Linked DNA regions of Rattus norvegicus: region 1 is linked to region 2. Evidence: chromatin contacts called from public Hi-C data. All regions are on one chromosome and are shown on one strand. The core of a region is the stretch at or near the end of the contact, and the rest is flanking DNA. Distances in the headings are between cores, read along the strand shown. Region 1 has its middle 170 kb from the start of Plpp3. Region 2 overlaps Plpp3 (phospholipid phosphatase 3).

Region 1 (3,744 bases), core at 557-3,056, 130 kb before region 2:
AAATAAACAGGCGTTAAACACATTATCTGGTAAGCTGTCACACGTGTGGGAACCTAAGAGACCCTCCCTCCTCCCTGCGGGATAAATGCTCAGCTTCTATGTTTCACACCGTTTGGTCTATAGTCCAGGCTTGTCTCCAACTGGAAATTCTCCTGTCTCAGCTTCCCACACTCTAGGCTTACGGACATACCCCACCATGTCATTCTGGAACCAGACTCACGATGTCACTCAATTTCAAAATGCTGCTCGAATCACTGACAACATCTCGTGAGCTTCTGCCTTCGGTGTTCAGGTCTCAGCTGGTCATCAACCCGATTTCTCAGTTACCATAGCTTTGACTTTCTGATCTTGACTATATGTAAACAGAATTTACCCTCTGTCTCATTCTCCTCAATAATTTTTGGTATTGAAAAAATGTATCTATATGTCTTTTTGATTCTTTCTTGCTGCATGAAATTGAGAATTTATACTGAGTCATGTTACAAAATAATACCAAGGGTTGGGGATTTAGCTTAGTGGTAGAGCGCTTTCCTAGCAAGCGCAAGGGCCTGGATTTGGTCCTCAGCTCTGAAAAAAAAAAGTATTAAAGCCCAACAAAATAATACCGAACATTATTTGTTCTCCTGTCTATCAAGGGTCATTTATTGCCTCTCCTGGTTTTAAATAGACATGACTAAATCTGTTATGAACATATTTTATTAAAGAAGGAAGATGTCCAAAGGTCTGAAGAACCGCAGATGAAGCCTCTCTTTCCTTTAGGAGCTCTGATCAAGGCAGTAGAATTAGAAGCAGTAGCAGCAGGGAATTCACATTAAGCCACTGGGATACCTTAGATTGGAGTGTCCCATGATTCTGAGAATGAACTGATTTACATATACTTGGTCTTCAAAAATTCAGAAACTCAGACCCATCCTAGCCAATAAAGTGTGTGCCTTTACGGAAACAGATGTCCTCCTTACTTGTCCTTTGAGATGATGGATGGCCTTCTGCCTTCCTTTGTCCCCAACCACTTGACAGGTATTAAAGAGTTGTGCTGCTTTTAGCCACCAACTAACATTTACTGCGATACTGAGCAAGGTTCTAGCTGCTGTCGCTCATTATCCCCAGCAGATCGGTAAAGTGCAGCTCCCAGTTGGTCTCTGTGAAGACTGTTTTAGCTCCCAAGTCCTCACTCTACTCACTGCCTTGAGAAGGCAGCTGAACTTTCCACAAATACTCCTTATCTAATGTTAATATTACTACTAATACTAATACTAATAGGTCCAGGAAGGATGATCCTCTCCCTTCTTGCACATACCTATCTTCTCAGCCCACACAGCCGTCTCTGACTTCTCCTGAAGTCGACCTGCTCTGACTTCCCCTAGAGTCAGTCATCCAAGGGAAGTTCAGGCAAAGCAGGAAAGCAGGACTTTCCACTCAGCAGAGGATCCCAGACTTGCCAAGTTCTCCCGCAGCCCGGCGCCTGGAGGCGGGCCCTGTGCATTCTATCATTGCATAAGTGTTATTCCAGCCAGTTCCTGGAATCGGAAACATGGCAAACCATTCACCTGGTGGAAAGCCCTTGCCAGGAGCAATGGTTGTTTGGTTAGCTGTGCCTTCAGAGTCCTTTCCAGGAGGCTGGCCAGAGAAGAGGTTTGTCTAGCAGGGCCTGTTTCTTAAGTCAAAGTTACTGTGTTTTCACTCTTCTTCAGCAACCCAACATAGATTTTTCTTCCCCATAATCTCTCCATCTTCCTCACAGCTGGGTCAGGTATCCCATCTCTTTCTTGTTGGTCTCCAAGGCTTCCTGCTTCTGCCAGGGCCCAGGTCTAAGACAGCCCTCTTACTGCATCGGGAAGAAATTTCCCTGTGCCAGGACCTTCCCAAACGTCAGTCATCGTACAGGAGGCCCACCCTAGTGCCTCCAACAGTTCTAGTATCTGAACTAGATACTAGTTGAGGGATTACTCCTCTCACTCTTGAGTGGTCCACAATGAAGCTGTTTTGTTCTAATCTAAAAGGAAATGCTTTAAAACACTTATTCAGATAGACCGCCCCTTCTGAGATGACAAGTTTCTTGAAATAATGAGGGTGGTGTTTTCTTTGGTTTGGTTTGTCTCTACATCCCCGAAACACAGCTCACTGCCAGGCACACAGTGGTAATTGCCCAAGACATGATTGCCAAAGTTCAATGAACCGGGCTAAAGATGCTCTGAGTCTGTGGTAGATTGCTTGCTGGTGCCTTAGGTTCAATCCCCAGCACTTCTGAGAAGTCCTGTGAACTGGTAGTTACTGATTAATCAGAGCTCATAAAGATAAAGAGACAGCCAGTGTAACTAGTCTTAAGCTGATAAAATTCTAGCCAAAACAGTTCAGTCCATGTCTGCAGCTTTATCTGAGCTACAGAGACACAATTTCCAGTATAATTTTTCTATTAAAAAAAATGGTTCTTATAACTCTTTATTAATTTATAGCTCTTGATTAATTCATTTTAGATCAGGATTCTAGACTGGAATTCATTAACTTGTTCAACTCACTCTTCCACCAGTGAAGAAGTTACTGTTAACTCTAATTGCCTCGAGACCCTCGTTAGGAAACACATTCAAGTGGTGTGGCCATGGGTGGGAGTCCTCATCAAATGAGCTCCCAAGACATAACTGGGAAATAAATAGAAATTACTAAATTGCCAGTGGAACAATGTATGCCCCATGGTGTATATTCATGTCTATTTAAGATTTTGCTGGTAGCCTTTCCAGAACTTTATGTCTCAGGAATTCAAATCTATATTCTGACATTTTCTAAGTCTGCGCTATATAGAACCTCACCGAACTTATTAAAATTCCATGGTTTTATATTTTCACAGATAAACTACAATACACACACACACACACACACACACACACACATATATGTGTGTGTTTCACATGTTGACTGATACATTTGAAAAGCGCGCGCGCGCGCGCACGCGCACACACACACACACACACACACACACACACGCACCTATAAAATTGCTAACATAACTTAAATCTGTCCCTTTTACAAGATTAGGCACTTGAATGGAGAAATGGTGCCCTACACATTCTCCTCTTCATCTCCCCAGGTGGTAGTTCTAAGGTGACCAGATGAACAGCAAACAGCTTTAGACAATGATTGTCAAACATTCCTGGGTGTACTGATACCACCTGCCTCTAGCAAGAACTAAGACAAGGCCAGGAATGCCCATGGCTCTGATTCAGACTTGTGTCCATGAAGCGGAAAAGGCATTGCCAGACAAAAGCAGCAGACAGTCCTTTCTTCTCTGGACCACTCAGGAGAGCCTTTCCCTCACTCCTTTGCTAAACTGGACTTTCTCTGCTATCCATAGGCTCAGAAACCTGGTTTTGTGATCCCAAGAGTTGGCCCTTCTCTTCTATGGACCAAGGCAAGCAGTTTTTCCTATGCATTATTATATACTGAGAATATGGACTGACCTTATCACAGTCGTGAGTTCTCATGTTGCCTCAGGCAGCACAACATCTCTGTGGGGCTGCTTGGCTTGGGATATCACGTCACACTCTACAGACCTCCAAGTGACCAAGTGTCAGCACAAAGGGAGTTAACTGAATAAAGTCTATCTAAGAACCTAAACAAGAGAGCTCGTGGTCCAGGCATAGTGACACAGGGCTGTAATGCCAGCGCCCGAGAGAGGTAATAGAAGTGTAAGTTTGATTCCAACTTGAGCTACTTAGTAAGACTCTGTCCCCTGAAAAACCCAGAAAGCTA
Region 2 (3,279 bases), core at 582-3,081:
TGTCTTCATTTAGCCTCAGCAAGCAAAGTCCCAGCACCAGAGGGCAAGATGCTAGACACAGCCTCTGCCCTGGAGCTAAGTTCATGTGGTTAAGGAGTCACGAACCCATGAGTGCCAAAATATCAGGAGTCTCATGGCTGACTGAGGCTTATGTAGAAAGGCACTGAGAGAACAAAACTCCTCTACTGCACATTAGAAGTGTCCTGCAAGGGATGGAGACCTGAGCTGACCTTGCATGAGTCAGAGAAGCTTTGGGGTCCTATGGACCATGTACACTTCTTATAAAGGTGCACTGTAAACTCAGGATTCTAGTCCTGGCAATTACACAACCTGGCAATTACAATTAGTACAGAATACAATTTCCAACTTTGCTGTAGTCAGGAAAAGATAGGCAAACAATGAACAGAAGAAAGAGAAACACAGCACAAAGACTAATGATGATAGTTAACGTTTCCTGAGCAAGCATTCTGTGCCCACACTTGAGGATTCCCACACACACACTATTGTGGTCTCTAACAACCCAGTTACTGACTGACAGAGATAAAAGAGGCTAAGTCTCAACCTCCAAGGGGCCCAAAGGCCAATCATAGAAAAGGAGCGAGTAAAGCCACCCTATGGTTCAAAGAGATTAAAGTGATTTAGCAGAGTCACTCTGTAAGTTAATGGTGAAGCTGGATGAGGTTCAAATGACCTACCTAAATCTTGGGTGCTTTCTAGAGTGAGTCACTTAAAACAGAAGCACCCATGTGTATGAACAAATGAGCCGAAGCTCCCTCAGTAACTCCCATGCCTCTGTAGGGGGAAAAAGAAAAAAAAAAAAGAATGAAAGAAAGACCTTAGAGAAGTCAAGACAGCCCTCTTAGTTTATACTCTCCTAGCTACCCCATGCCACACACACACTAATTAGATACACACATGTCTAATTCAATCAAAGATCTAAAGCCAATATCCCAGAATTTAGATTTATTGATAATAAAATGTGTATTATGAGCTCTGTGCAGCAAATCAGAGCCAAAGGAGAGAGAATAAGCTAAAGTGTCTAGACCTAGGCTCAAGCCTCTCTCCTCCTTTTAATCAACAATCAATTAACTTTCCCTACCTCTAGGGGCTTCGTGGGATGTGTAGGCTGCAGAGGAGGCGAAATCTGAACTCAGTGACAAACACTTAATGGGCAGAAAATCAAAGCACGAAGAAAGGCCGCTGTGTTGGGTTCAGGCCTTTGAAACTTCACTGGCTTTGAAAAACTAACACTTGGTCAGGTTGGGTGGTTTGGGGGTGGGGTGTAAAAAAACACAGGATAAGTTTTCATGGCCCACCCATTGATCAAGTCATGTGGGAAGTGTTACCAGAGTGACCCAGCCCCAAAGCTAACTCCCCGCAGCCATGGCTTCATATCTGCACAAAATTAAACACAGCCACTTCTCTCAAAGTGCCTTTTAGAAGCCCTGAGAGAGCAAGGAAGGGAGAAGGGAGCAGGAGGATAAAGGTGAAGTGACTGCACTTCTCTGCAGGACTGAAAACCGGAGAATCTGAGGACAGTTCTCCTTTGTCCCGAACAAGAAGTCCTGGAGATGCCTCTCCTGAGACTCACCCAGTTTTCCACTTGACCCAATCTGTGCTTATCTTTACTTGATCTTAGTCAAAAGACTAAGAAGCGGTTGGCGTTATCTTCCGAATAAGCAAAGTCTAGGATGTGTGGGAGTAATAATTAAGGCAACATCCGCCAGGCGCCTACGTGCTTACCAGCAGAACGACATAGGACACACAGCACAGACCAAGGCATTGGCAAGGCACAGCTGCGGAGGACAGGCAGTTACCAGGACGCTCTGCTGGGAGCTCTGTGAACCTTACTGATAGGGTAGAGTTCTGTGAGTGCTGTTCCAATCATTTACAAATAAAAACACCGAGGATCAGAGAAGCCAAGCAACCTCAGCCCAGTGCAGAGCAAAGGACAGTCATTTGGACCAGATGTGAGAGCTACAGCTAGAAGACACTGAGTTCCTCTCGAAGGGGTTTATAGTCCAGTTTGCAATTTATTTAATGTTTATGATAATTGTAAAAGTGTGTGTGTGTGTGTGTGTGTGTTGTTGTTGTTGTTGTTATTTCCCTTTGTATGCAACAGAAAATTGAAGACAGAAGTTTTCTATTCTCTAAGTCTCTGAGTGCATCAATGGGTCACTGGGATTAGAACCCAGCTCTCTCTTTTGGTTTATATTTTCTTCCTCCCTGACCTGACCCTTCTTTATAAATGTACTCCCTGTTAAAATATGACTAAGTAAAATCACTTAAGGTCAGAATGGTCAACCCAACAACTACTTAGAGGTTCAAAATACAAATATTTATGTTGCCAGTAAGTGACAGTATTTCTATTTAAAGTAATTAATTGCTACTGGTCTTAGAAGTGCGCAAACTTTCTTTGGTTTATAATGTTTGTCCAGATTTTTAGACTGGACACAATCCAGGCGAGCAGAATCTAAGTTTACTGTGAAGGCATTTCTTCAGCTTTGAAACAAGCTCCATAGAAAACACTAGCAGCTGGCGGTGTGCGCAGGCAGTGTTCCGGGGTCAGAGACTTTCCTTGACAAATGCTCATTCTTCGGGGCTGGAGGGTTCAGGCCTAAATGAAGAAACTCATGGCAGGTAGAGTCCTGCTGCTTGTGTTTCCTGAGCCCAAGTCCAAGGTCTCTTGCTTAGGTAAACAGAAAAGAAAGGACAGTTCCCTGAGAATTGGGCACTGTTGGGAACTAGGGCTACCGTGGTGAGTAAGGGCTTACACTACTTCAGTTCCCACCCTCAGGAAGTCTGGGGTCCCGTGGCAAAGAGAAGCCCGTCTGTGGTCTAATCCCTGGGTATTAAAGAGAACTTTGGGTTCCCTTATTTGAAAGTGCTGACAGTGAAATCTTTACTAGTTTTTCAGTGCCCCAGATGGAACTTAGGGCCTCAAACATGGTAAGCAAGAGCAAGTGCTAGGTAGAAGCATCAAGCCTCACACCATAGAATAATTAATAACAGTCTTCAAAGATTCAACTCTGGTTGCTTTGCCTTTCTTGTTGGATTCTGTGCAAAATTTTATTATTATTATTAAGAGTGTCTGTCGCACAAGTTGATATCCCCATGACATAGCATGCAGGTCAGAGGACAAACACCAGCCAGGTCCCTCCTTTCGCTGTAGGTTATGGGGATAGAAAGAACTCAAGTCACAGGCTTATGAGGTAAATGCCATCTCACGAGCCCCTTCAAAAATCTGTCACAGTCGCCTAGAAATAAAACGTGGTTTGC

What was found. Hi-C and Micro-C count contacts between places; a contact is called where the count stands out from the background.
Region 1: a contact with region 2 is called in a Hi-C map of liver, with 3 times the contacts expected there. The contact joins two enhancer-like sites. A contact is called at or near these places in 2 of 12 Hi-C or Micro-C datasets (both in liver).

Annotation. Positions count from the first base shown.
Region 1 is chr5:125,320,398-125,324,141 of GRCr8, reverse strand. No RefSeq gene overlaps it. Among named protein-coding and RNA genes, the nearest start is that of Plpp3, 170 kb to the right of the region's middle. Within about 2 kb of position 1,806, at least 14 of the 93 cell types and tissues checked have an H3K27ac peak or open chromatin away from gene starts, as enhancers often do. A contact at or near this core is called in liver, where this site is marked.
Region 2 is chr5:125,186,498-125,189,776 of GRCr8, reverse strand. The region is part of intron 1 of Plpp3 (phospholipid phosphatase 3); the gene reads right to left. Among named protein-coding and RNA genes, the nearest start is that of Plpp3, 32 kb to the right of the region's middle. Within about 2 kb of position 1,831, at least 2 of the 93 cell types and tissues checked have an H3K27ac peak or open chromatin away from gene starts, as enhancers often do. A contact at or near this core is called in liver, where this site is marked.